Linked DNA regions of Mus musculus: regions 1, 2, 4 and 5 are each linked to region 3. A link is a contact called in public HiCAR-type, HiChIP or PLAC-seq and promoter capture Hi-C data. All regions are on one chromosome and are shown on one strand. The core of a region is the stretch at or near the end of the contact, and the rest is flanking DNA. Distances in the headings are between cores, read along the strand shown.

What was found. Promoter capture Hi-C pulls out the DNA fragments that hold promoters and counts their contacts. HiCAR-type assays count read pairs that join an accessible place to other places. HiChIP or PLAC-seq counts read pairs in DNA pulled down with a chosen protein or histone mark.
Region 1: a contact with region 3 is called in a promoter capture Hi-C map of embryonic stem cells, with 2.7 times the contacts expected there. The contact joins the promoter of Zcchc10 here to the promoter of Tcf7 in region 3. A contact is called at or near these places in 2 of 39 promoter capture datasets (the 3T3-L1 cell line and embryonic stem cells), 1 of 115 datasets of contacts at active chromatin or transcription factors (embryonic stem cells) and 1 of 9 other capture datasets (embryonic stem cells).
Region 2: a contact with region 3 is called in an H3K4me3 HiChIP or PLAC-seq map of embryonic forebrain, with 4 times the contacts expected there. The contact joins the promoter of Aff4 here to the promoter of Tcf7 in region 3. A contact is called at or near these places in 2 of 39 promoter capture datasets (the C10 cell line and embryonic stem cells) and 4 of 115 datasets of contacts at active chromatin or transcription factors (embryonic forebrain, embryonic hindbrain, embryonic stem cells and 1 more).
Region 4: a contact with region 3 is called in a HiCAR-type map of astrocytes, with 4 times the contacts expected there. The contact joins the promoter of Hspa4 here to the promoter of Tcf7 in region 3. A contact is called at or near these places in 2 of 39 promoter capture datasets (both in embryonic stem cells), 4 of 115 datasets of contacts at active chromatin or transcription factors (astrocytes, differentiating embryonic stem cells, embryonic stem cells and 1 more) and 1 of 9 other capture datasets (embryonic stem cells).
Region 5: a contact with region 3 is called in a promoter capture Hi-C map of embryonic stem cells, with 4 times the contacts expected there. The contact joins the promoter of Shroom1 here to the promoter of Tcf7 in region 3. A contact is called at or near these places in 1 of 39 promoter capture datasets (embryonic stem cells), 1 of 484 Hi-C or Micro-C datasets (embryonic stem cells) and 1 of 115 datasets of contacts at active chromatin or transcription factors (embryonic forebrain).

The regions. Positions count from the first base shown.
Region 1 is chr11:53,320,235-53,325,946 of GRCm38.p6, forward strand. Zcchc10 (zinc finger, CCHC domain containing 10) reads left to right here and starts at 4,455. Exons shown (of 4, transcript NM_026479.4): 1 at 4,455-4,507. The coding sequence starts at 4,467.
Region 2 is chr11:53,348,566-53,353,951 of GRCm38.p6, forward strand. Aff4 (AF4/FMR2 family, member 4) reads left to right here and starts at 2,202. Exons shown (of 21, transcript NM_033565.2): 1 at 2,202-2,564.
Region 3 is chr11:52,280,288-52,286,013 of GRCm38.p6, forward strand. Tcf7 (transcription factor 7, T cell specific) reads right to left here and starts at 2,727. Exons shown (of 11, transcript NM_001313981.1): 1 at 2,641-2,727; 2 at 2,425-2,491; 3 at 1,835-1,959. The coding sequence starts at 1,930.
Region 4 is chr11:53,297,454-53,303,063 of GRCm38.p6, forward strand. It overlaps Hspa4 (heat shock protein 4), which reads right to left and starts at 3,026. Exons shown (of 19, transcript NM_008300.3): 1 at 2,607-3,026. The coding sequence starts at 2,713.
Region 5 is chr11:53,455,818-53,461,552 of GRCm38.p6, forward strand. It overlaps Shroom1 (shroom family member 1), which reads left to right and starts at 1,388. Exons shown (of 8, transcript NM_027917.3): 1 at 1,388-1,524.

The DNA.
Region 1 (5,712 bases), core at 3,205-5,704, 1.0 Mb after region 3:
TGTAAAAATCAAATATAACAAAATAAGAACCTAAAACAAAACAACAACAAAAAACCCAAAATTGGTCTTTTTTCCTGTTCAGCTTTCATCCTAACCACAGGAATATATAATAGGTCAGAAATGCAACTACCTGTGCCCCAGGCCTTTCCATTCTTCTCTGTTTTTATTAAGGCATCTTATAAAACCAGAATACACTTTAGGAGGCCACCCCAGAAAGAGTCTGCTTTGCCATGGCACATGCCTTTAATCCCAGCACTCGGAAGGCAGAGGCAGGCGGATTTCTGAGCCTGGTCTACAGAGTAAGTTCCAGGACTGCCAAGGTTATACAGAAAAACCTTGTCTCAAAAAAAAAAAAAAAAAAAAAAAAAAAAAGAAAGAAAGAAAGAAAGAAAAAAAGAAAGAAAGAAATTCTGTTTTATATCTACTTAAGTATTCACTCATGCTACATAGAAAATGTAGCTTATTCATGGTTTAAAATTTTTTTTTCAGCAGCATTTACAAAATCATTGTGTCCAAAATTTAGCCTTGTTCTTCTGGACCAAACCTCTGGAAAACAGATACATTAGGTTAGTCTTTCCCTGAGAATACACATAATTATTGTGTTTGGATACATGTGTGGTTAACCTCTAGGCTAAACTGTCTAGGAGGACTTTTAGTTAATGTTCATAGTCTTTTCAAACGATACAACCCAAATATTACAGCAAAAATATCGGCCTCCTCTTTCCTATTTATTTTTACCTCATTCTGTCTCTTGCACTCTCGTACTTGCTCTAATAGAAATCCTTTTAAAACTGGCTAACAAGGAAGGGCGATGATCCAGTGGGCAAAGCTGCCCACAGCCAAGTTGAACAACAGAGTTTAGGACTCATGGGGTGGAAGGAGAGAAATGGCTACAATAAACTGTACTCTGATATCCACACAAGTGTCAAGGCACACTTGTGTTCACACACATACACAATAAATAAATAAATAAAACCTTTTTAGAAATTAATAAGAGCAGGGTCCATACCTATTCCAGCACACAAGGGGCAGAGGCAGGCAGACCTGTGTGATTTTGAGGCCAAACTGACCTACACAGTGAGTTCCAGTATAGCCAAGGGTACATAATTAGACTCTGTCTATTAAAAAAAAAGTTTTAATATTATTGTTAATATTAGTTGGTGTTTGTATTGCTATGAAGAGACACTATGACCACAGCAACTCTTATAAAGGAAAACATGTTGTTGGGGCTGGCTTACAGTTTGTTTAATCCCTTATCGTCGTCACTGTGGGAAGCATGGTGGCATGCACGCAATGGTGTTGAGGAAGGAGCTGAAACTTTTTTTTTTTATTAGGTATTTATTTCATTTACATTTCCAATGCTATCCCAAAAGTCCCCCACACCCTCCCACACCCATTCCCCCACCCACTCACTCCCACTTCTTGGCCCTGGCGTTCCCCCGTACTGAGGCATATAAAGTTTGCACAACCAATGGACCTCTCTTTCCACTGATGGCTGACTAGGCCATCTTCTGATACATATGCAGCTAGAGACACGAGCTCTGGGGGGGTCCTGGTTAGTTCATATTGTTGTTCTACCTATAGGGTTGCAGATCCCCCCAGCTAGGAGGTGAAACTTAATCCACAAGCAGCAGCAGCTGACTGCCACACTAGGCTTACCTTAAACAAAGAGACCTCAAAGCCTGCCTCCACAGTGATACATTTCCTCCAACAAGGCCAACCTGCTCCAGCAAGGGCACACCTCCTAATAGTTCTACTCCCTATGGGCCAGCATTCATACACATGGGTCTTTGGGGGCCATTACTTTTCAAACCATCACAATTATTTAGTAGGAACCTTGAAAGTTTTATGCTGTAGTGTGTGTGTGTGTGTGTGTGTGTGTTGCTAGGGAGATGAAGCCAGGGCTTTTCACATGGTAGTGCAATACTCCTGGGAGCCTTAGCTTACTGGGGACCCCCTGAGTGAACCATGTGGAGCCAGGATCGATACAAAAAGCAAGAGGAATTTATTGTTTCAGTGAACTAGGGTCGTCCCAGACCCAAAGGAGAGGTTGCGACCACCAGTACCCTTTCAGGTGAGTTTTTATATGTTTTCCAGGGGCAGAATAGAGCATCAGCAACTAGGCACAATGTGATTGGTGGAACAGTGCACCCTTTAAACTGATTGGTCTTTAGGGAATGAGGTGACAAGGACTTCGCTTGTCTGAAGGTGAGCAATGGTCAGTCCTGCAGAATATGTCCCCACTGGCAGGTTTGTTCCTGCCCTGTGGTCTGAGAAATGTTAATTAACCTCTCCCTTCCGGAGGGCCAGAGTTTCATGACCTTCCCAAAGTTCCTGAGCTGAGCTTTTCATTAATGGCTATTCATGGTTGTCAACTTGACTATATCTGGAATGAACTACAATCCAGAACTGGAAAGCTCACCTATGATCCTAATCTGGAGGCTGGGAGATACATGTTTCTGACTTGGCATGGAGATCTTGAGGCATAGTGGCTATGAATCCCAGAAGATTAAGTCAGGGAGATCTCTGAGTTCAAGGTCATCTGGGACAAAGCAAGTCCCAGATCCAGGCATGATGGCACACACCTTTAATTTGGGCTACACCTTCTGCTGGAGACTATATAAGAACACTGGAAGAAGGAAGATTCTATCTTCTTCACCTTCTTGCCTCGTGGGGCTGAACTACTGCTAGATCCTTGGACCAATGTTGGGGAGTTGAAGTACAGACTGTAAGTCATCAAATTCTCTTACCCATGAGTTCTGTGACTCTAGAGAACCTAATACACACATACTGGGTAAAAACTCTACCACAGAGCTACATCTCAAGGCCCCAAACTTTCACTCAGGAAATTCATCTGAAGGGGGGAAGGTTGGAAGACGGGCAGATAAGAGGGGATGGGGAGATGAGCAGGCCTGGGATGCATGACGTGAAATCCACAAAGAATCAATTAGAAGTTTTAAAAAGATTTTATCTGGGAAAACAAATGCCTGAACGCAATAAGTCAGGTATGGGCTGGAGGAGGACTAATGAAGAGTGATTTGGTTTTGTAGATATAAAAAAAAATTTTTTCAAGACAGGGTTTCTCTGTGTCGCCTTGGCTGTCCTGGAACTCACTCTGGAGACCAGGCTGGCCTCATATTTGCTATATAGCCCAGGTTGGCCTTAACCTCCTTGTCCTCCTTTCTCTACATCCTGAATCCTGATTTTAGAAACTTGTGTCATAACTTGGGAATTAGACTAGCCTGAGCTAAGTTTCTGGCCAGCCTGAAAAATTAAAGATGTTATCTTTAACAATTAAAAAAAAAAAAAAAAAAAAAGAGGGGCCTGGAGAGATGGCTCAGAGGTTAAGAGCACTGACTACTCTTCCAGAGGTCCTGAGTTCAATCCCAAGCAAACACATGGTGTTTCTGTCTGGTCCTGTCTCCCTCTCCACTCCCCTTACCCCTCCTCCTCTCTTAAGACTCAACCAAACTGAGTAGAATTCAGAGATCTGCATGCCTGTGTCTCCTGAGTGCTGGGATTAAAGGAATGTGCCACCACACCTGGAACTAAATTTCTTTACCTGAAACTTTCTCTGTACCATGCTGGCCTGGAACTCATGTCTGTACTCCCATCACTTATGATTGATTCCTTTCCAGAGCAGCCATGTTGCTGGATTAAAATTCCTCTACACAGCCGGGCAGTGGTGGCGCATGCCTTTAATCCCAGCACTTGGGAGGCAGAGGCAGGCAGATTTACAAGTTCGAGGCCAGCCTGGTCTACAGAGTGAGTTCCGGGACAGCCAGGGCAACACAGAGAAACCCTGTCTCAAAAAAAGACCAAAAAATCCTCTACGCAGATCTTTGAAAGAAAAATCAAAAACAAAAAAAAAAAAACCAAAACAAAACAAAAAACCAACCAAACAACAACAAAATCAGAATGATCCAGTCATCATGACGACACCTGTAATTTCTTGGGGTTTTTGGTGTTTTGTTTTTTGAGACAGTTTGTGTGTGCAGCCTTGGTTTTCCTGAAACTCCCTGTGTAGATGAGGCTGGCCGTGAATCCCATCAAGTGTTGGAATTAAAGATGTGGGCCATTACTTCCTGGCCTTTTTGGTTTTGTTTGGTTTGGTTTTGAGCTAGGGCCATAAGTTTTCCCAGGTTGGCCTCAAAAACATAGCAATCCTCTTGCCTCAGCCTCCAAAATCCTGGATTACAGGATTTTTTTTTTTTAGGATTTTTTGAATACTACAAAATTCCACTGCATATGTATTACAGACCCCTGGTTTGAGATCACCCTTCAAGACCCTATTCATACTGAACACACAAGCCCACATTAGAAAAGACAAACCAGCTAGTGGCCACCATTAGCCTCTTCTGAATTGAGCCCGTCTGGCCCCGCCCAGGACCGCAGAGGTTTCTAAGGACCCGCCCACCGGTGCTAGTTTCCCAAAAACCCGTGCGGCAGACTCCAGCCGCTCCAAGATGGCGACTCCCATGCATCGGCTCATAGCTCGAAGGAAAGCGTAAGTGAGATGCTTGTGGGGTGTGCAGGAGGGCTGGGGGCGTGCAGACGCCTGTCCGCTAGCTAGTGAGCGGGCGCAGGCTGCTGAACTGAGCGGGATTTGAAGAGAGTTCGAAATGAATCCAAGAATTGGTCGTTGGGTGGTCTGTGTTCCTCTGTCCGGTCCACATGTCAAGGGTAGCCTGGATGCTTGATCCCACATCTTCCCTCTCAAGATCCCAAACTTTTCCCTCTTCAGCGTACCTGCCTCCTTCCTATCGCCCTTTCTAGAAACAAGCCTGTCTGCAATGCCTATTAATTCCCCATCGACCGTTTCACTTTCTGCAGCTCTCACTGTAAATAATTATTTTAGTACAATCACTCACAGACAGTTTCTCTGAAGAAAAATGTATTCAAGCTACGCAGCTTAACAGTTTTATTGTGGAACCTGTTGATACTCTAAACAAGTACAGCTAGTGGTTTAAATAGCTTTGTAGGAGCCGGATGGTGATGGTACATCCAAGCATTCAGGAGGCAGAGGTAAGCAGATTTCAGAATTCGGGGCCAGCCTGGTCTACAGAGTGAGTTCCAGGACAGCCAAGGCTACACAGAGAAACCCTGTCTCTCTAAAAACAAAACAAAGTTAAGCTTTAAAGGGGATAAGAGGCTGTGGTGAGGAAAGGCAAAAGGCCCAGTTCAAGTCAGTTCTAGAAATTCATCTGTGAGGGGTGACATTTGAAAACAGACTAAAAGCCATAGAAAGGACTGAGTCAGCAGAGGATTTGGGGAAAGATAGGAAATGGTATATTTGCTATGAGTCTGTTAGAATTTGGGGGTGGGTTGGGCAGATTTAGAGACAGGATTTGTCTGTGTAGCCCTGGCTGTCCTGGAACTCACTCTGTAGACCAGGCTGACCTCGAACTCAAGATATCTGACTGCCTTCAGTATGCTGGGATTAAAAGCTTGTGCCACCATGCCCAGTTTGAATCTCAGTAACTATCAGTCCTGGTGGCAGATGCCTTTAATCCAAGCACTGGAGAAGCAAAATCAGGTGGAGTAGCACTGAGTCAAAGCCAGCCTGATCTAAAGAGCAAACTGCAGGCCAGCCTCAGCTGTGTAGGGAGACCCTGTCTCCGAAAAGAAAAAAAACCAACCAACTCAATAACTACCCATTCAGTGGTGTAAGCGATGTAAGGGGCGGAGACCAGTTACTTGAACATGAATTTG
Region 2 (5,386 bases), core at 952-3,451, 1.1 Mb after region 3:
GCAGGAGAACCAGAAATTCAAGTCTGCTATGTAGTGAGTTCTAGGCTCTCCTGAGGCTGTCTCCCAAGTGTTGGGACTAAAGGAGGGTACCATCACACCATGCTGTGTTAATTTTTATTGTTAACTTGATTAGATTAAGAAATAAATGCCTGGGGCATTTTTTGAGGTATTTTGGGTGTGTCTCTGCCTTGTGTTTCCAGAGATGATTAACTGAGGAACAAGAACCATCCTGAATGTAGCCGGCACCATCTCATGGGCTTGGGTACCAGAGTGAATAAAACGAGGAAAATGAGACAGTAGCTGAGTCCCAGCTTTTATCTCTCTCCCTCCTGATCTGCCCAGATGTGAACAACTGCATTAGGCTCTAGCTACCATATCGTCCCTGGCCAACACAGAAGATTGTACTGTCTCAAATAGCAAGCCAGTCATCCCTCATCAAGTTGCTTCATCACAGCAACAAGAAAAGTAACTATGGGAAGGCAGTGGTCGTGCACGTCTTTAATCCCAGCACTAGGGAGGCAGAGGCAGGCAGATCTCCAAATTGGAGGCCAGCCAGATGAACACAGAACTCTGCCTCCCCAAAGTAATAACTAGCCCTTTCCCATGCCTCCCCCCCCCTTTTTTTTTAGTTTGAAACAGGACTTTGTTAAATTACTTAAGTTGGCTTCAAACTTGCTATACAGTTTAGGAATATTTGCTGAATTTGCAATCCTCCTTCCCCAAGCTGCAGAGTAGCTGAGATTACATCCATGTGTCTCCATCCTCAGTTTGGGCCCCTGTTGTAGCATTCAAGTGGCTGTCTATATGTGAGTGTGATGTGTGAATGTACCTGTTAAGGAAAGATATATATGTGTGCTACAGGGATAGAATTTAGGTCACCAAGATTGTGGGCAAGTGCCTTTAAGCCACTGAACTATCTCACCACCACCAGTATTTTTCATAAGGAAGTAGAAAAGATGGCCAGGCACACTGATACACTTCTTTAATCCCAGCACTTAGGAAGCAGAGGTAGAGGCAGGCAGATCTCTGAGCACCAAGCCTGCCTGTTTTACAAAGTGAGATCCAGGGCAACCAGGGCTACACAGAGGAAACCCTATGTAAAACTTAAGATTTATTTAGTGTTTTTCTTTTTGAGACAGGCTCTCACTATATATCCTTGACCTGCCCAGTGTTGGATATGTATATCAGCCTCACAGAAATCTTCCTCCCTCTGCCTCCAGAGTGGTGGGATTAAAGGTGTGCGCCAGACCATACCTCGATAGTGGTTTTGAGACATGGCTTAGAACTCGTGTGTAGTTGAGTGGATTTCCAAACTGTGAAATTACAAACTACAAATAACGAGTGAAGTGTTTCAAGATGTTAGAGGTGGAGAATCTGCATGAGGTACCATCAAATAAAGAAAGCAGATAAGAGACATGGGACACCAATGACAGGATTGTATGTTTTTCAGATGTAGAGGAAGAGGACACTTTTCTTGCGCTACTATTACTGGATTCTAGGAAACCTTAAAACTTTGTCTAATTACTGATTCCAATTAAATTATGGCTTGTCTGGACTAGCAGGATGTTAAGAGCGATGGTGTTTGTGTGTGTGTGTGTGTGTCGCCGTGTGTTGTTTTGACAGGGTTTTCTTAGTAGCTCAGATTGGCCTTGAATCCACTAAGTAGCCCACAGAGGCTGATATTTATTTATTTACTTATTTATTTATTTATTTATTTATTTTTTTAAGACGATGCAGGGCCGGCTTATCCTCCCACAGTAAGTCACACGCAGCAGTGGACGACGTCGCTGCGGACCTCCACGTCATCCTTCCCTCTCTACTCCTGCGGTGCGCTGCGGGACACGGGCGGCAGGGCCTGGGCCTTCACCTGCACCCCAAAACCGGTCGGCCGGGCTGCGCCCCGCCCCGCGGCGCCTCCCTAGCGGGCTGCGCAGGAGGGCGTGTGCCCCGGGCCGGGTTCTGTCCCCGGGTCTGACGCTGGTGCGGCCCCGCGGAACCTGCTGCGACCCGCGCTTCGCATCCCCGCTCCCCAGCCCCGGGCCCAGGCGCCCCCGCACGTCAGCCCGCGCGTCAGCCCCGCCGACGCCGCCTCCAGAGCAGCAGCAGGGCCGCAGCCCCCGCGCTGCCTGCGGGAGGGGCGCGGCCTGGTCACGTGACGCTCGCAGCAGCCCGGCCCTGGTCACATGGGCCGCGGCCACTGCGTCAGTCCCAGTCCCGGCTGCGGGAGTCGAGTCGTCGCCGCCGCCGCCGCCACCGCCGCCCCCAGCGGACGGGGCGGGGATCTTGGTGCCAGGGCCCCGTCAGCCCGCCCCCGCCTCAGTCACCCGTCCGGGGCTCGGCCGGGCCGTCATGGAGCGGGGCGGAACCCTGGCGTCCGCGGTGTGAGGTGCGCCGCCTCGGCTCCCCGTGGCCTCCGGATCGGCCGCTGCCCCTCGCCCCAGGCAGCCGGTCGCCGCCTCCTGGGCGGGCCCGAATGCGCGTCCGGTGAAGGTGCAGGCCGGGCGCCGCCGCCGCCGCAGCCGCGGTCGGGAAATGGTTCGGGCCTAGCGGAGCGGGGACTGGAGGTGAGAAGCCGCCTGACTGCCTGCCTGACTGACTGACTGACGTCTGAGGCGCGGCCGCGCCGCGGGGAAGGCGAGGCTCCGGCCGCTGACGCTGGCGGAGACCCGCGGGGCGGGGGGCCCCTGGATCCGGCTTCGCCCTACGTTTTCTCGTCCCACTTTCTCTCCGAAATCAATTTCAAACAAGAAAAATCATTTTTTTTTTCTTTAAAGGCCAAGCCGTTCCCATCCGACATTCCAGACGCCCATCATCTGGCCGTTTCTTCTTTTTTTCCTCCCCCCCCCCCCCCGTTGTCCCTTCCTCCATTCCTCCCTTTGATTCGGTCGGCGGATTTATCCTTTGAAAAATTTTTCCTTCGTCTGACTCAAGTCATTCCTAGTTAAAGAGAAAATAGGCCCAGATTCTGGCTATCATTTCTCAACTAGTTCTCGCCTTCCTTCTCGCGATCCTGCGCACCTCCCCCCACCCCCACTCTCCCACCTCCCCTCCACCGAAAGAAAAAAAAAAGGGGGGGAGGCTGGGGGGGTGTTAATTTCCGTCCTTGATGGTCGATGGGGTTTGAGTGGAAAAATGGGAACCTGGGTTGGAATAGGAGAAACCCTCCTTCCCGCTCGGAACCGGCCTGGTACCTGGCGATCGCCATGGCCGGGCTTTGGGTATTGATGTTTAGGCCTCCCCAGCTGCCTGTGCGCAGGGTTAATCTCGTAATTGACGTCAGTGCTTTGTTCCTTCCACTTTGCTGTTGCTTCCCACTCTCTGAGAACGGATCATGGGGTACAGGAGCCCAGGGTGTTTGTGGGGTCTCCTTATTAGGCTTTTCATTCACAGATGACACCTTTATGGGGAGTCGAGAGCCCTGATCTGAAAATGGTTGTGAGTGAAGTTCGAACCAAGAGTTCGATTCAGGGTTCTCCGAGTTTCGTCAGTTGCAAGTCAGAATTCTGGTTTTTCTTCCCCGCTGAGGTTTTAAACTGAAGCTAGCCTCCTTTCCAGTGCCGGAATCTAAGCCCTAGGTGCCCGTGAATAGGCTGTTTGTGTGACATTTAAAATGTGTGCTTTTTGTGGAGCCGAGGTGGTGGTGGGGGGAGGTTCAAAGCTTAAAGCTTTGTTTCCATGTTGATTCTCCGAAGCTTTATAAACTCTTTTGTTTGGATGGTCCTTTTAACTTATCAGTATTGAAATGTTTATGAGATTCTTTTTAATTCGAGATTTGATGAGAAGCTGATGTGGACCAAGAGGAAGCCTAGACTCTGTCGTCTTTGGTCACATATGCGTAAAGAAGTGTTGGCAAGTGGCCACTTGGTTTTTAACAAAGCTGGCTTCTTCAACTTCTTCAGGTTTATGTTCCTTATTGTCACTAACTTTCGCAGCCCTCAGTCTCCAAACAAAAAGTCTCAAAAAGTTGTTTTTTAAAAAGTTATTTTCAAAAAGTTGCCTTTCATGATGAACTTCCTGAAAACCTAGACGCAGTCTGTTTTCTTTTCTTTTTAAATGAATACCAGCAGTTGTCATTCAGTTTGTGGCTATCTGCAGGCTGATTTTTGTTGGCTCTGTAGGAACAGTAGGCACATTTTAAGTAAAATTTTGCTTCAGGTGGAGACAAGGTAGGGAGTCTTGAGAATAGCCAAAAGCCAAATCTCTACTGTTTGGTTGGGGTGGGGTGGGCTTAGAGGTGTGTGATTTGGATCAAGCTGCACAGTTTGGGGGTGTAAGGTGACATACAGTGCTTGGTGAAGTTGTGTGATTAATTCCTATAAAGAGAATGTTTTTATTTTAGTTAATGTTCTGTATGTCATAGTTTTACATTCAGATTCATGTGGTCTCTTCTGTCTTCAGGTTACTGCATCCCTTTTGGAACAATGATTCCACTTGCATGTTGTGATTTTCTTAAAGATCTACTGTAGTGTCTTCAGAGTGAGTTTATTCTAACTCTCTATCCTCTCCAGTATTTATGTAGTTAGATTGAATTTGATAGCATTTTGAGGTTGGAATAGTTTATCTATCCGATCTAAGAGTTTACAGGTAACCTAAAGTTAGATGAACAAGTAAGTGATCAGTATCTGAAAGGAGGGAAATGGGGATTAGCTTCAGAAAGTGCTATGGAAGATGAAGACTGCTAAAAGCTATGGCTCTACTTATTTATTTATTTATTAATCTATTTATTTTTGAGGTAGTAAGGTAGAAGTCATGGTTTTATGTGTACCTGAAAAGAACAAAGAAAACAGGTGTTTAACAGGTATTTCTTCTTCTTGACTACTTATTGGCCTAAAATGGAGTTCAAAATGTATGGAAACTTCCCCCTTTTTTGTAGTGCCTTTCATAAAAATCAAAGGTTTTTGTTTTGTTTGTTTGTTTTTTTTTTTTTTTAAAGATATGTTTTTTTTTTTTAAGATTTATTTATTTATTATATGTAAGTACACTGTAGCTGTCTTCAGACACTCCAGAAGAGGGCGTCAGATCTTGTTACAGATGGCTGTGAGCCACCATGTGGTTGCTGGGATTTGAACTCTGGACCTTCGGAAGAACAGTCGGGTGCTCTTACCCACTGAGCCATCTCACCAGCCCGTTTTGTTTGTTTTTGAGACAGGATCTCATTTTGTATCCACAACTGGATTGAAACTTGCTGTATGTAGACCAGGTTGGCATTGAACTCATAGAGATCCACCTGTCTCTACCTTTCAAGTGCTGAGATTAAAGGTTTGTACTACTATACCCAGCTTTTAATTTGGCCTCCCAAATTACAAGCATGTCTAGATTCCACAAACATTCTAGATAAAAATCTTTGCTACATGTTATAAATAAGATTTTGCAGCTTTCTGTAGTC
Region 3 (5,726 bases), core at 1,477-3,976:
ACACACACACACACATATATAACGAATAGTCTCTCTGCATTCCTACACATCTATGTCCCTAACCCAGCACCCCTCCAGCACAAGCCCCTGCTTCTGTCTTTGTTTCTTATTCTGCTCAGCAGCTGATACCATGGCCAGGAAAGTCAGTACCAGAGCCTACTCTCCCTCTCCCATGTTACCAGAAGGCAGTGATGAGGGCAGTGGCTGAGAAGGAGGGCAGGGGGACAGTGACGTGTAGTTATTCATCTGTTGTAGCTTGAGAAGGACCCCCAAAGCAAAATATGCAGAGCCCTAAACTAGGTGACTATGGTCCTGACTGTGGGAACCCACCATTCTCCTGCTCTTGGACCTCCCTGAGATCCATCACCCTTACCCTCAGGCTGAACAGTCACACCGCTAACTCATGCCCACCTCCGGCAGCTCTGGGCAGCTTATGTCTCTGGCTAAATCTGTGAGTAAACCTCCAAACCACACTGCCCTTTCCCCGTGTGGCTGGACAGTCCTGAACATCCACCTTGCCAGCAAGGTTCTGGGGGCTCTGCCTTTTGTCTCATCATGGCTACCGCAGTGAGCCTAGTCTCAGCCCAGACAATGCTTGCCAGTGACTTCAAAGGGGTAGGTTCTGCCAACTGACCCCCAGATGGCTTTACACCCATTAGGGGATTTTAAAAGGTTATCTTGGTTAAGCACTGTTTGTACAGGGCACAAGTCTCTATCTAGAGCATGTGGCACTGTCAAGTGGCAGTGTCAGGAGCCAGCCACCTCTTTACATACAAGAGAAGCACCTCATCTACCAAGCCATCCCAGAGCCGAAAGGCAGAGACAGACAGACAGAAGCCATCCCAGAGCAGAAAAGCAGACAGACAAACAGACCATTCTGTCAACACACACAGCTTACAGGTAAAGAATGGAGTCCACTTCTAAAGACTACCAGGTCTCCCTCGGCTAAGAGGCCTAGACTCCCTATCCTAGCCCCCTACCGGGGAGCCTTCTGCATGGGTCTGCCACTCGCCATCCAAGGCTCTACCCCGGGGCTCCAACCTGCACTGGGCTCACGGCGACACCCAACAGACCTCCATGCTTCCTGTACACCCTAACTCCTGACTGAGGACACTCTGGAATCCCAGTAGTTTTCAGGAACCCCAGAACTTTTCAAAAGTCATATTTGGCTGCTACCCAGCTCAGAACCAGCCCTTCACACTTTGCTTGCCTTGAAGGGCCAAAGCCATGGCTCATGATGAATACAGCCGTGTCGCCAAGCCTGACACTGATTCACGTTGCTGACCCCTAACCAACACCCTGATCTGTCCTACATTTAGCAAACCTTTCCTTGTGTGTGCGAGAGCAGCCCAGCCCGCTCAAAACCTACACCATGTGGCATGGGTCCTCGGCAAGGACTTATACACGGCAGTCAGGACACAGTGGAACTGGGCAACGGAAAAGATTAGGTCTCTTACCCAGTCTTCTCACACCCGAGTTCCCTCGCTTCTCTGAAGGAAAAAAAAAAAAGCTAACCACAGAGCTCTAGCTCAGAGCATGCACATCACGCTAGGGAATGGCATGGGCTCAGCTCAAAAACGTTTTCAACCCCACCGTGGGCCAACACAGGCACCTGCTTGAGCAAGTTGGGAAGACAAAGGTCAAAAGCAAGTGAGAAAGACTGGAGCCGGGGCGCTCCTTCAGAGATCTCCTTTTGGGTCAGACTCCTCTGGATGTTAACTGGGCAAGAGCATCTAGGAATTGGGCAGAGAAGTCCTTTTTTGTCCAAGCATCACCTGTGTGGTCAAGTAGGTAGCCAGCCCCATTACAGGGCCTGACTGCTTCGGTCACTTACCAGCGGGGGTTGAGGCTGCGGATGCTGCCCTGCTCCGGAGGCCGGTGGGTAGGGCATGAGCAGATTGAAGGCAGAGTAGACAGTCTCTTTGTACATGCCACTGGCACACTCCGGGGCCTTCAGGCCTGGAAAAACCACAGCTGGGTCAGACACCAGCCCAGCCAGCTGCTCCTAAGGACTGAAGGCTGTCTGCTCCGGAGGGGGGTTAAAAAAAAAAAAAAAACCCTGCCAAGGGGTCCCCTTCAAGTTCGTGACTTGACAGGGAACAGCGACCTCCGAACGGGTGGAAATATCCGCAAAGGCAAGTTTTTGAGGAAAGACCCCCGAGTCCAGACCTCCACTTCGCGACCGGGACTTGACTCCCTACCCCACCCTCCTGCTTGGGAACCTTAGCCAAGGCTTGCTCCTCAAGGCAAAGGATTAGTCAGTCACCTGGGCTGGAGGGGAGGCGGAGATGGCGGGGGTCTGTTTACTCCTATAAAGGTCAGGGCACCGGAAGTGACTCCAGCTCAGCGGCGCCCGGGAAACCCGCCCCCCACACCCCCACCCCCGGTTCTAGCGCCTTCTTCCCCAGCCGCGCAAAAACTCACCGTCCTCTAGGGACTCTGGAAGTTTGTCCGGGAAAAGTCTCTGCGAAGTGTGCTCCCGTCCCAGGGCCTGCAGAGCGAAGCAGAGGGGCCATGAGGAGCGGAGGGAACAGGAGGGGCTCCAGAGATGGGACCCACGAGGACCGTGGCGCGGGGGGGCGGGTCCGCACGCTACCAACTCGGGACGAGGTCCTCCGGGGAGGAGCGGGCCGGGCTCACCTCGGGCGCTCCCTCGGCTTCTCCATGTACTCGGACGCCGGGACCCGGGACCCCGGCGCCTGCGGCCGCGCCTTCGGACTCATTCACCAGTGAGGACTTGAGCTCTGCCAGGTCCCGCTCCGGGCCCACAGCGCTGTCGCGATTCTTATCGTCCTGTTCCTCGCCTTCGTCTTGGAAGGCCAGCAGCTCGTCGGGCGCGCCGAGGTCGTCGCCTGCGCCCGCGCCGCCCCCGCCCGAGTCCAGCTGCGGCATGGTGCGCTGCGCCCGCCGGGGCGCCGGGTGCGGGGCGCGGAGCCGGCCGGGAAGGCGGCGAGCCCAGGGTGCGGGGCTCCGAGCCCGGAGCGCGGCGGGCGGAGCGCACGCTGACTCCGCCTGAGCGGCCAGTGGGCGCGGGGCGAGGGCGCGGGGCACAGCAGCTTTGGGAGCCGGCGGGTCGGAACATCAAAGGCACCGCGGGCAGCGAGCCGGGGGCGGGGCGGGCGCCGGGGCGGGGCCGCGGTGGGAGGGGCTAACGTCCCAGGCCCCGCCCTCCCCTCCCTGGAGAGACCGGGACAGGCCCACTGGGAATAATCTTAAAGGGCTCGCTCTCCAGCTATTCTCTAACCTGAAATCCATTACTAAACTCTGGAACTCCATTTCCTTAACTATCATACAGCCACAACTTGCGTCCAAGTTGCGGAGAAGGTGGTTCCTTAGACCGGTGGAACCTGTGGATGACTTGGAACCTTGGTGTGAACAGCGTCCTTTGCTCAATCTGGAGGCTTCTTACGTCCCCGGGATACTAGATGGACCCTGACACACACACACACACACACACACACACACACACACACACAAACACCTGCCCTTTTGATCATCCCTGTGCCGATTAGGGACCTTATTCCAGACAGCCTGCTTACATAGACACAAGCATTAGCGCCTCACACATTTATTGAGCTCCTGCCTGTTGTTGCATGTGCAAATCAAACACTATAAATATATGACATGTGGTGGCTCGAGGCGAGGAAGGATCGTGGCCACTCACGTGGTTTCTCCAGCCCGCTATGACTTTTTCAACTAAGTTCGACGCTTAGAACCTGCTGTCCAGGAACTGAGACTTCCGGCGGCCACATGGGTCACGAAATTCTCTCTTGGGGTCTTTAGGCAGCTGCTCAGTCTGGGAAGTTGCATCCGGAGCCCATTGACTCAGACGCTAGTTAAGGCCGCGTCTTCAGTGGCATCTCCTTGGCACCCAGCATCGAATTCACCACGACCGATCACTGTTTCTGTAAGACACTAGGCCCTTTGGATAGCCATGCAGTAAACTGAAGGTCGCACACCTCCGCCTCAAGAACGTTTCGGTGTTGGAGTCAATGTAGACCTCTTCCACCTCTTGGGAAAGCAGTTGAAACAACAGTGGGTAATTTGTGAAGGAGGACACTGGCCGCCTCTCCGACTCCCGGCCCCACAGGACCCCTGGCAGCGGCGCAAAGCCGGCCGGAAGACAGCCGCACCGCCCCTCCCGGTCCAGGCCCAGCCTGCCTGGCGGAGGATCAAAGAGACCAGGCCTTGCTTCTCAGCGCTCAGATCCTATCAGCGCCCTGCCAGCGGGGCTTCTGAGTCCTCCAGCTCCCAGCCGGGATGCCCGTTTCACCTCCTTCTCAGCGATGGGGGGCTTGGCCATTAATGCTGAGCTTGGCAATAGAGATGCGGTGCAGAACCCGCCCTTGGCACCTCTAAAGTCCTTCTTCCGCAGGTGCCAGTTTGCTACTGATTTTGACCCCATCTTCTCTAGATTCGGGGGCAGGGCAGGGGCTCCAATGGAAAGCCTACAGGAGAAGAAGGGCCCAGGGGCGAGGCCTCCCCCTACGACCTCAGCTCCGAGGTTGTCCCGGCTAACTTTGGGGTGAGCACTTCTCTGAGAAAATTGCACAGAAATTGAGATCATCCTAAGCCAAAGCGCAGCAGATCCTCCTGTGTTTATAAACGACTCCAACTTTGGCAATGTCGCTTCCATGATAGTTGGCAGACCATGAAGTTTCAACTGACACAGGTCATTGGGGGTCGAATTTCTGAAGAAAAGTCAGGGCTGGGGAGGTGTGATTCTGCCCTCCAGGGTAATTTTTTTCCCCAGCTTGGTATTGCCCTTTTATCAAAGAACAAGGCCTTTCGGCTTTATTGGTGCAGAAGTAGCCTATCCTCAAATGTTAGTGAATATATATATATATATATATACCTTTATTTGGCAAGAGAAAATATTTTTTTTTCCTGATTTGTTAGCTTTCCCACCTTTGGATGGTTTCTTTGGATGACTTTATAGAGCTGTGAAAACCCCCCTTCCTGGGATCCACTGCCCTGGGGCATCCTGGCTCCAAGCCTCACCCCCTGAGGATGAGCAGTGAGGGGGAGGCAAGAGGGGAGAAAAGGAGCTTGTGGATAGGGAGGGCGGGGGTGGCATAGATGGAGTCTCTGCCTCCGCTTCCACACTGAGCATAGTGTAAAGGCTCGCTGCGTAGCAGCTGATGTAAACTCCCACAAGATGGTAGAACAGGAAGGAGCGCAGGCACAGGAGGTCGAGAGACCCGGAATGGGCTGAGAGGCCTAGGGGTGGGGAGTGGGAGAGAGGTGGAGGTGAGATTCATCTGGTGTGGAAAACCCCCAGGGTTTGGAGAGCTAACCCAGTCTGGGCTACATAGTGAGATCCTATCTGAAGAAAAATAAAAATAAATAAATAGATAGAAGCAGCAGCAGAAGCCTAGCCAGCACCAGTTCTGTAACCATCACCGGAGAGATGATGACCTCATACACTAGGCGATTACAGCCTGCCAGCATCCATCGGAGCTTCACACACATCACCTAATTTAATCGTTACTAAACTCTGAGATATGGGGACAATTGTCCCCATTTTACTAATGAGGAAACTGAAGCTCAGAGAGGTTGTTTGAGTCACCCAAGGTGTCACAGCTTCAAAATGAGGGTGCTGAGCTGAGCTTCCAGCTCCTGGTGGTCAGTCCCCAGACCCAACACCTAACTGCCATGCTCATATCCCAGTCCGACCCCTGAGACGCTGAGAGGCTTCTCCGACCCATATCAAGGCAGGGTTTCCC
Region 4 (5,610 bases), core at 1,776-4,275, 1.0 Mb after region 3:
ACAAAGGAGATGGAAAGGCAAAGATTTGGCTACTCCTCGAGTTCAAGTAAACCCCCATGTGAAATAATCAATGAAGTACATAAGGTTTTCATCTGTCTTTACAGAATTAGGTAGAACTGAGAGTGTTAGAATACAAATGAGGTGCATCTCCCTGTCACAGTCAAACCAGAGACCCACACCTTTACACTTTCACCTTGGAAGAAACCTACAACACAGGCTCTGCATACTTTTAAATCTATTCTTCCACAACCTGAAAAGACTCTGAACTTTCTGCTCTGATATTTAAGGCCACACCTCCAACATAGAAATCTGTTAATCAAATGCATAGTTCAGAGTATTTAAATGAAGCCAGACACAGTAGCACACCTGTGATGCCAGCACTCAGGAGGCTGCAGTTCTGTAGTTCCCTCAAAAGCTAGCCTAAGAGTCAGGCCTTGTCATATAAAAAAAAAAATACAGTCGGGTGTGGTGGTGCACACCTTTACTCCCAGCAGTGTCTTGCACTGAGTTCTAGAGCAGCCACAGCTATGTAGCCTGTCTTTAAAAAAAAATAAAATACATAGGAAAACTAAGGCAAAGGAAGTATGCATGCAGTGTGCACAATCACAGGATTAATGACCTATTCAGTCCTTATGCAAATTTAACTGCCAGCAGAAAACAACTCCTAAAGTTTCAAATAATGAAACTCATGGCAAACTGCCACAGCTGCCATCTAAGAGAGGAGCAGGTTCAGGCAATCTAAAGGAAGGCTAGGTAGGAGCAGTGTTTCCCAAGCCTCAGGCTTCTGCAGGTCAAGGCTCTGCCCAAAGAGCCAAATCTTCAGCTCAGACTGTTGAAATTTCTTGGAAAGATGATCTTCCCAAAAGTGAGGAACCAGCAGCATCATTACCAAATACGAAATTAGTGCTAAAATGACTAGAAGCAAAAATGTTTAACTTTTCAAATGCCAGTACAAGATACCTCTGTACAAATACTACTCATACTGCCAGGTGTGGTGGCCCACGCCTTTAGTCCCAGCACTCGGGAGGCAGAGGCAGGCGAATTTCTGAGTTCGAGGCCAGCCTGGTCTACAGAGTTAGTTCCAGGACAGCCAGGGCTACACAGAGAAACCCTGTCTCAAAAAAAAGAAACAAACAAACAAAGACTACTCATAATACCTAGCTTAAAAAGGACAAATGGGAAGAGAGCTTGGTACTGGGGTGGGAAGGGACGTTGAAAACTGACTCTGATAATGGTACCAGAGCTCTGTGGCACCAAACTCGAGAATTGGGTGCCAGGCAATAGCTTACTTGGTAGAGTGCTTGTTTTGTATGCATGAAGCCCTGGCTTCAAGCCCCCACTGTACAGCAAACTGGGTGTTGTGCCTGCACACCTGTACACTTGGGAGATGAAGGGAGGAGGATTAAGAGTCATTCCCAGACACAAAGTTATTTCAAAACAGTCTGGGAGACAGGAAACTGGCCTCAGAAGGTTGGTTAAAAACAAGATAAAAACAATGATCTGGGACTGTGAACCCAAAAACAACAGAGCTTCTTCCAAAGTTTACCTAAAGGAATTCAGTAGATTAACATCTTTTTTAAGACAAAGCTTTCTTTTCTGCGTAGCCCTGCCTATCCTGAAATGGTCTCTATGAACCAGGCTGGCCTCGAACTCACTGCAGCCTGCCTCTGCCTCCCTGCGAGAGCTGGGATTAAAGGCCTGTGCCACCAGCGCCAGATAAATAAAATTTTAACGCACCTGTAATACCAGATTCTAGCAGACAGAAGCAGAATGAAAATTTTAGGTCATCCTGGGCTAAATGTGGGGGAAAAAATCCTACATATATCTAAAAAGTAGACTCCCTTTTACTCCAGCAAGCTCTGAGTGAGTCTTTTTTTTTTTTTTTTTTTTTTTTGCAGATTTGTCTATACTGGTCCCATAACTTCATGTAAGTTCTAGAAGTCAAACAGAGCCCTTGAGTCATGCATTAACAATTGTGGCAACCTTCCGGCTGGAATTCATTAGCATGAAAAACTAACGCTGTTAAGGAATAGGTGAGCAGCCTGGGTAAGGAATGACCCAACCTAACTCAATATCCAAAAACGAATGAAGGGAGTTAAAACGCTATCAAGAAAAGCATGGACTTTATTCAGGGCCTGCCGTGGGTACTCAGACTCCACATCTTCCGGGCGCCACCCCGCCCCCACTCACGTGGGACTCAGAGCGCTTCCCAGTCCCGAGGCCACAATCTTGCAAGTTAACTTTTATTAAATGCTCGCCGTGGGCCGAGTTTGAACCTCTATTGGATTCGACGAGCTCAGCAAGCCCTGGACCTCGTTTCAGACCGAACCACCCAAACCCTCCCCCCCCCCAAAAAAGGAGGTGAGAGCGGTCGGTCCATCCCACGGTCTCAGGCCCGCCTTCTCTTTCAGTTCCTGCTCCTGCCCTCCGCCGATCAGAGTACCGGCTCAAAGCCTTCGTTTGGCCCGCGCGAAAGGGCCTCGTGCCTGGCGCAGGCCCAGGATCCGAAGCAGGTGGCAGCCGCGGGCGACCCGGCACTCGGCGGGGGTCTCCTGCGGACCCTCGCCCGGAAAGCGAGGCGACCCCGCCAGCCAAGCCCCACTTACGGCGTGCAGCGGTCGCTATACTCGTTAGCGATCGTCTCGATGCCGCCGGCGCGGGCCACAGCGACATAGCAGCTCTGAAAGCCCAGGTCTATGCCCACCACCGACATGGCGCCGGCTACTGCTCCGGCTCGGGCCCAGGGCCGGCCGCCGACACTGCACACGGAACCCGGCGGGGTTGGCGCGTGGAAGAGGGCGAGCCGCGTGGGCCGGTGGAGCGCCGCGGCTGGGCGGGCGAAGCCGGACGACCGTCCGCTAGGAGGCTTGGGGCTTGGAGAAAGACGGGGGCCTCTACCGCTCGGGCCGCGGCTCCGGCTCCACGGCCGCAGAGGAGGCGCCGGTCGCGGAGGCGGAGAAGATCTCGAAGGCTCTCGTTGCAACAGGAGCAAGGTTGCAGCGCGAGAACTGCGCTGAAACGAAACGTTCTCGCGAGACCCCGGCTCAGACGCTTTTCCTCCCAAGGCTCCTCCCGTCTGACGAAGTCTGGCGTCACGTCCTGGCACAGGAACCGTGAAAGGAAGTGGGGGGACGGAAGCGGTCCGACGCGAAGTGGGCCACTGAGCCTGCGCGGAGAAGCCCCCCACAATCCTCCCTGAGCTGCAGGGCGCCTCCCATCCAGAAGTCAGGCGAGCGGGAGTGAGACAGTTCTTCGGGGAGCTGCATTGAACCCACTTCCGCCGTGCTCGTCACCGCGGAGGGACTTCCGGCAGTGACTTTGCAGGCTCTCTGCAGGGTTTTTTTTTTTTTTTTTAAGGCCCCACAGTGAACTCGAGTTAATCCTGCTAAGGGCGCTAAGGGTTTCAGCTCGGCTCTACGTAAAACTCAGTATTAAAACCAAGCGCTAACTAAAAGAATCCGAAGCCACGCTTCCACCTACTTTTAACCACTCACTTCCCGTGATCAGACGAGGGACCTTTCAGTCCTAGGTGTTTTCCCTGAGCTGGACACAAGGGTCCAAATCACATGCTCCGTGGAGTGGGAGGTCTAAGACCAGTGTCACGTTTATGTGAATGCTAACACATTATTATATAGAGTAGGTGGGGAGGGGACAGAATGTCCTGCAGGACAGTCCTCAAGGATGACCTTGAAATTCGGAAGCTCTTTTCTCCTTAGTGCTGGGACCCACTTACAGCCATGCCCCCACCCTGCGTTAAACTAAAGAATCTGAAACTATAGTGACCACTACGTTAGCCAGTTGCGGAAAGCTGGAGGGGAACCAGCTTCAACGCGTTTCTGATTATTACCAACCCAGAGTGCAGGAGGAAGATCCTAAGTTTCCCGGTTTCTGGCTGTTTTGTGGCTGAGGATATAGAGTACAGTGCTAGAACACTTGCAGGCTCAGGGCCTTGGACTGGATCCCCAACACCACAAAACTGAAAGGATTTTTAAATTTCACTTATTTGTCACCTCTTGTTCATAGGTGCCTAACGGTGTCCAACACAGTAAACCGTGCGGGAGAGATGGCTCCACAGTTAATACGTGCTGTGAAACCATACAGACTGGGGTTTGAATCCCAATCTCGATCTGTCATCGAGAACCTAGCAGGACAAAGACAAGAGGTTAACTGGAGGGGCTCCCTGACTAGCAGCCTAGTCCAAAAACTAGAGCTCCAGTTTCAGAGAGAGACCCTGCCTCCAAAAACTACATCAGAGAGCAACAGGGGATATCTGTTCTCCCTCAAGCCTCTGTGCAGCACATGGCCGCCCTCACAGAACATGGCCGCCCTCACAGCACTTCTACACGTGGATGCACGCGCGCACACACACTCTGGATTATCACCATCAGGAGAGAGCAAAGAGTTTCTAGTCAAAGGTAATAAGTGAGGGTTAATAGCCTAAAGCCCCCAGCACCTGAGAAACTCCCTTCGGGTACTTAGGAGTAGAAAAGCTCCAGACCAGGGATCAACATGTCAGACTCCTGGCATAGATGCCAACATAGTAAGGACTCCACCAAAATGTATGTGCATGGGAAAGCACAAAGTAGGTCGGCAGAAATATCTTCCCACCCAAAAGTTTCCTCTGCTGCCCTATAAAATCCCAAGCCCAGAGCCCTGACACAGTCTCCACATCCAAGGAGGAAACATCTATCCTTCAGCTGTTCTGATTTAGACGTGGTAATGATCCTGTGAGAGGTTGGTCTTCCCTTTTACTTCCACATCACCTTGATCAATCCTGATCTAACAATGAGAGTTATAGGCATAAAATAGTGGCAACTCGGAAGACGTTCCACAAAAGAAAAAGGCCGTGATAGAGGGGAAAACTAGCAATACATTACTTAGTATTTAGTAAGGTTTGAACAGGAAAGGGTTTTGGGGGTTTTTTGTTTTGTTTTGTTTTGTTTTACTTATATGAGCACACTGTAGCTGTTTTCAGGCATACCAAAAGAGAGCATAAGATCCTATCACAGATTGTTGTGAGCCATCATGTGGTTGTTGGGAATTGAACTCAAGACCTTTGGAGGAGTAGCCAGTGCTCTTAACCGCTGAACCATCTCTCCAGCTCCTTGTTTGTTTGTTTTTTTTTTAAAGATGTATTTATTTTATGTCTATGAGTACACCATTGTTCTCTTCATACACACCAGAAGAGGGCATCCGATCCCATTATAGATAGTTGTGAGCCACCATGTGGTTGCTGGGAATTGAACTCAGGACCTCTGAAAGAGCAGTCAGTGCTCTTAACTGCTGAGCTTGCATTTATCAATTTATCTATGTGCCATGGTATAAATGTAGAGATCAGAGGACAACTGTGGGTTCCAGGAATTGAACTCAGACATGAAGCCTGGTGGTACCTACAGAGTCTTCTGGCCAGCCCTTACATTGGATGGCCTACAGTAAGTTTTGTATTCCTAGAGGACAGATCCAGTAAGAGTAATCACCCAAAAAGTTAATATCCAAGCAAACAAAGCACTTACCATTTCTTTGAAAGAAGAGTCTCTCCGAATTTATTGCTGCCTCTGGAGGCATTTCATTCATTAGTAGCCAAAATGGTACCATCTTTAAATTTGCCAA
Region 5 (5,735 bases), core at 138-2,637, 1.2 Mb after region 3:
CTCCAGAGTCCTCAAATGGACAGACTTTTACAGAGTTGGAGTCACAGAGCTTGCTGACCATGAGACGAATGGGCAGTGGGGCAGTGGGCAAAGTGCTTGCCACTCAAACATGAGGAGCTGAGCTTGGGTCTGCAGTAGCTAAGGGAAAAGCTAGGTGCCACAGCTTACATTGTTACCCAGTGCAGGGGACATGTGGTGTGTGTGTGTGTGTGTGTGTGTGTGTGTGTGTGTGTGTGTGTGTGTGTGTAGGCAGACTCATGGAGTTGGCTGGCCAGCTAGTCTAGCCAAATTGATGACTTCTGTGTGAGACCTTGTTTCAAAAAATAAGGTGTAGAAATGATAGAATAAAATACCCAATAGTATCTGGGCAGTGTTGGCGCACACCTTTGATCCCAACACTTGGGAGGCAGAGACAGGCGGATTTCTGAGTTTGAGGCCAGCCTGGTCTACAAAGTAAGTTCCAGGATAGCCAGGGCTATACAGAGAAACCCTGTCTTGAAAAATCAAAAACGGAAAAAAAAAAAAAAAAGAAAAAGAAAAGAAAAGACCCAATCTCGAGAGGTACACATGCATACACCACACACACAGAGAATGAGGACCAGGTGGCACCGGTCATCTGAGCTGAAAAAAAGACTCCAGCACTCAGGATGTACAGACGGGAGTTTAGGAGTTCAAAGTCTTTACCAAAAGGTGAAGACCCCACTCCTAGTAGCAGATTCGAGCACATAAGTTCAGGGCTCCGTTCGGTGTGGGTCTGGTGGAGGGAGCTATGGGAAGCGAGGAGACAAAGACAGGAGAGGAGAGCCTGTGGAAAGAGTCCAGTAGGTGGCATGGTTTTGGAAATGTGGGTCTGAAGAGCAGAGTTGATCAGGTAGCCAGCCATCTAAAGCACACTCAGAGGGAGAGAGAGCATGAGGCAGGAACTCCAGGCACATCTGTTTTCATCGTGGAGTTTAAGAGAACCGGCCGGGAGAGATGGTCCAGTGGATAAATGTTCATGTCACCAAACCAGATCTTCACAGTTGGAATCTAGTACTCCACAGGGTGGAAGAAAAGTACCGACTTCTCCACAAGGGAGCTTCCCCCATTACTTACTTCCCAAATTATTAAGTAAATAAATAAATGTAATTTTTTTAAAGGTTAAAAGAAGAAGAAGAAAGGAAGGTGAGCCTTTGTTGCCTCCGGGAGGGTTTGACCTCCGCACTGAGGAGCCTGCTGGTCCATAAGTCTTGCCTGCGGATCCGGCAGTGCTTGGAGGATTTCGATCGCCCTCCGGCTCGAGTTCTCTGCGGTGGTTAGAGGTCCAGGGCCGGGGACTAGGGCCACGTACAGAATCGCAAGAGGAAGGGGCGCGGCTCCCGCAGCCCTGCCGCCACTCCAGACTCCGGCCCCTCCTCGGCCGGAGGTGGCGCCTCCCCTGCTGCGGCCGGAGACTGGAGGTGGCGTCGGGAGCTGGAGCCCAGGGCTCGGATGTCACTGAGGGATCGCCGGCGCCCTGAAGTGCGTCTCGGGCTGGAGCCACAGGTACGCAGCGGGACCGGGTGAGGGGACACACAGCGCGTGGTCCACAGATCTGCTTCCCAAAAGGGAGACAAGGACGGGAGGGTCGGGGCGGCGACAGCGGTGGCCGCGAAGCAGCCTGACTGACCGTCATTCTGTCTGGACCTTCCGACCCGGAGTCCAGACCGGCCGCGCCAGTGGAATCGGGCCCCTGCGCACCTTTACTCTCGGCCAGGCCTGGCAGGGGACAGAGCTGTCCAGGTGGCCCAGCTGTTGCAGGGACGCAATGTACACAGTGGCGTCCGTCTCAGGACCCTCTGTTCTTGAGCTTCGATTGCTGGAGAATCCGGGTCCCTCCCAATCCCCCGATCTTCCCGGACCGTGAACCCCACTGAAAAGGCCTAGAAATGCACTGATCAGAGGCCACCCGCTCTCCTAGTGTTCCAAGCGCCTCTTTCCTCACCTCTTTGTGTGGTTCTGCTGCCCCTTGTGGTCCCCAGGGCTTAGCTTTTGCCCTGGGGTATGTGCTGTACCCATGGCAGTGACCATCTTTACCTAGGTGTCATTCACCCTCTGCTTTTTCTACACCTCCTGGAACCTGCGTCTCACAGAGTCTGCCCAAGACCAGCAGAGACTGTATAACCAGCTACTATGTTGTAAAATAGATGTCTCACAGGGGTGCAATGTCACCCATAGCTTTGGAGACTAGAAAAGAGAACCAAGGAGTTTGCCTGAAAGCTCACCCATCAGACCTAGCCTGGAATGCTAGGATTTAAGATCTGAGCATTGAACCCTGAACCTCTGACTCTAAGGAGAGTCAGGGAGTGCAGTTAACAGCCCTCCAGGTACTGAGGGAAGGCTGGAGGCAAGGAAAGGCCTGCACAGGTCCTCACAGGAAGACAGATGGGAGGTGGCCCTTGAGAGGACTGTTTCATTCCCGATTAGCTCGGAGCTTGACTTTTCTCCAGTGCCTCTCCTGTTCCCTGACCTGGACTTACATGTGTTGCCTTGGTCTGGTTTTGCCCACTGAAAATTGTCTTTATCAAATTTCCCAACAAACCTTGCCTGAAGTCCCACGTCTGGTTGCTTGCCTGGGTCCACCTTCACTCGAGATTCAGCCCCCAGTGCCAGCTTCATCCTTCAGGTCTGGTGTTTCCACCCTCAAGAGCCCTAGTTCTGAGCCCCGAGCCCCCTTATTCCTTTGTCAGGTAACAAGTACCTTCCTCCACAGCCAGGATCCCAGCCTATTTTTCTAGCAGACTCTACTGCAATCCCCGCTCCGGGGACAAATGTCAAAATTCTGTGTTGTTTGTCCTGAGGCTCCAAGGCCCTGGTGGCACAGCAAGCCCTACAAAGGGCACAATATGGGAATCCTGCATGGACAGAGACCCCATGTAATAGCACCCCTTAGATAAGTTAGGGGCAATAAGAAAACAGATATATGTACGTGTTTAATGGCTCATTATAAATTGGCGTTTTCATTAATGACTTTAATGTGTGTGTGTGTTAGTATAAGCATGAGTGTCACAGCGTGTTATGGACATCAGAGGGGAACTTTCAGGAGTCCATTGTCACCTTCCACATGGTGAATGTCTTAGTTAGGGTTTTACTGCTGTGAACAGACACCGTGACCAAGGCAACTCTTATAAGGACAACATTTAATTGGGGCTGGGTTACAGGTTCAGAGGTTCTGTCCATTATCACCAAGGCAGGAACATGGCAGCATCCAGGCAGGCATGGTGAAGGAGGAGCTGAGAGTTCTACATCTTCACTTGAAGGCTGCTAGCAGAATACTGACTCCCAGGCAGCTAGGCTGAGGGTCTTATTGCCCACACCCACAGTGACACGCCCACTCCAACAAGGCCACACCTACACCAGCAGGGCCACACCTACTCCAGCAGGGCCATGCCTACTCTTCTGATAGCCACTCCCTGGGCCAAGCATATTCACAATGCGTCAAGGTCTCTCTTGTTTCCGCTGCTAGGAAGTATATTTGAGGTATCTGGTCCTCAAGCTTCCAGCTGACTCTCTTGTTTCTACCTCCCATCTCACTGTAGGTAGGCTGAGATTACTGATGTGACGACAGCATCTGACTTTTGAAAAGCATGTATTCTATTTTATGTCAATCACATACAATAGCCTTCGGAGGGTGTTGGATCATTTGGAACTAGAGTCGCACGCAGTTGGTTATGAGCTGTGTGGATGCTGGGAACCAAAGTTAGGTGCATGGTAAGAGTAGTCAGTGCTCTTAACTGCTGGGCCATCGTAGGTCCAGCCCCTGAATCTGACTTCGTATATGGATCCTGGAGATCATACTCAAGTTGTCGGGCCTGTGCAGTGGACAGCCCTGCCCAGTGAGTCACCTTTCTGTCTCTTAAGCTGTTTTTGCTTTTAAGGTTTATTTTTATGTTTTTTAAAAAAATTTTTATGTGTATGGGTGTGTTTTGCCTTCATGTATGTGTGTACCACGCGCATGTCAAGTGCCCTTGGAAGACAGAAGAAGGCATGGGATCCCCTGGAACTCAAGTTACAGATATTTGTCAGATGGGGATTGACAGATGTGGATGCTGGGGAGCCAGATTTGGGTCCCATGCAAAAGCAGCAAGTTCGGATTCTGTTTGTTTGCTTGTTTGATTTTTGAGACAGGCCTTGGCTGGAACTTGCTATGTGGACCAGGCTGACCTCAAATTCATAGAACTCCTCCTGCCCCTGTTCTCCAAGTGCTGGGATTAAAAGTGTGTACCATCATATCTATCATAGCAAGTGCTCTTGGCACATCTCTCCAGCCATCTTAAGCAGATTTTATCTGGTCATTCATGCCTTGGTCATGCTGGACACAGAAACTCACTAATATAGATTTTCATGATTTATTTTTTTTAATATTTTTCTTATTTATTTGTGGGTGTAGAAAAGAGAGAGAGAGAGAGAGAGAGAGAGAGAGAGAGAGAGAGAGAGAGAGAGAAGACACTCATGACTCAGAGCCAGTGAACATGTTGGATTGGTTCTTCCTCTCCTATGGTCTCCAGGATCAGACTCACGTTGAGTCTTGGCAGCCATTTTACCCACTGAGTCATGTCTCCAGCCTCAAAGCCTCCTTTGAGGACATATCTTTGTACTTCATCACCTCTACTTTTCTGGCATGCCAACGTGGCCAGGCACGAATGACATATGCCAGCCCATGATCTGGGTTTACAAAGATTAGGAAGAGAGGAGTTGGAGAGCTGGCTGAGTTAGTAAGTCACCTGCTGTATGAACATGCAGACCTAACCTTGACTCCCCTGCACCCAAGTGAAGAGTAGGGTGCTGTTGCTGGGTAGGGGGGAGGAGAAGAGACAGGGGAATTCTTGAAACTCATTGGCCAGTTAGCCTAGCTAAATGATGTTCAGTAAAAGAGCCTGTCTCAGCCAGGCAGTGGTGGCACACACCTTTAACGAGGCCAGCCTGGCCTACAGAGTGAGTTCTAGGACAGCCAGGGCAACACAGAGAAACCCTGTTTAGAGAAAGAAAAAAAGACAAAGCAAAACAAAGAGCCTGTTACAAAAAAGTAGGGTAAACCAAGCTTGGTGGTGTATGTCTTTAATCCTGGCACTTGGGAGGTAGAGGAAAGTGGATCTCTGAGTGTTCAAGCCCATCCTGGTTTACTTAAAAAGTTCCAGGACAGTCAAGGCTACATAATTGAGAGACCCTTTCTCAAAAAAAAAAAAAAAAAAAAAGTGAAAAGAGGCAGAGGAAGATATTAGACATCCACCTCTGGCTTCCAATGTACACACCTGTGCATATACCACACACATCCGATAACCTATTTATTTGTTTATTTTTATTGTTTTTTTGAAACAGGACTTCTCTGTGTAGCTCTGGCTGTCCTGGAACTTGCTCTGTAGACCAGGCTGGGCTCTAATTTAGAAAGATCCGCCTGCCTCTGCTTCCCACGTGCTGGAAGTAAAGGTGTGTGCCGCTACTGCCTAGCCAAAAAAAAAAAAAGTTTCTAAAGAAAAGAAAACGTAGGAAGAGAGAGAAAGCGAGCGCACTGGTGTCTAAGCAGCCAGGGTAGGCCTTTTAGAGGAGTTGCCTATTTTCTTAGAGGCTGTCACTCAGTTGGTAGCTTCTTACCCTCCTGTGGCCTTTGTGAAAAGATCACCAGCCCTGAGTGTAAAGACTAACCAACAGGGCTGGCCTTGTTGTACATGAAGAGTCAGTCACCCAGTGTGGTCACATCAAGAGTCTGGCCCTAGGTC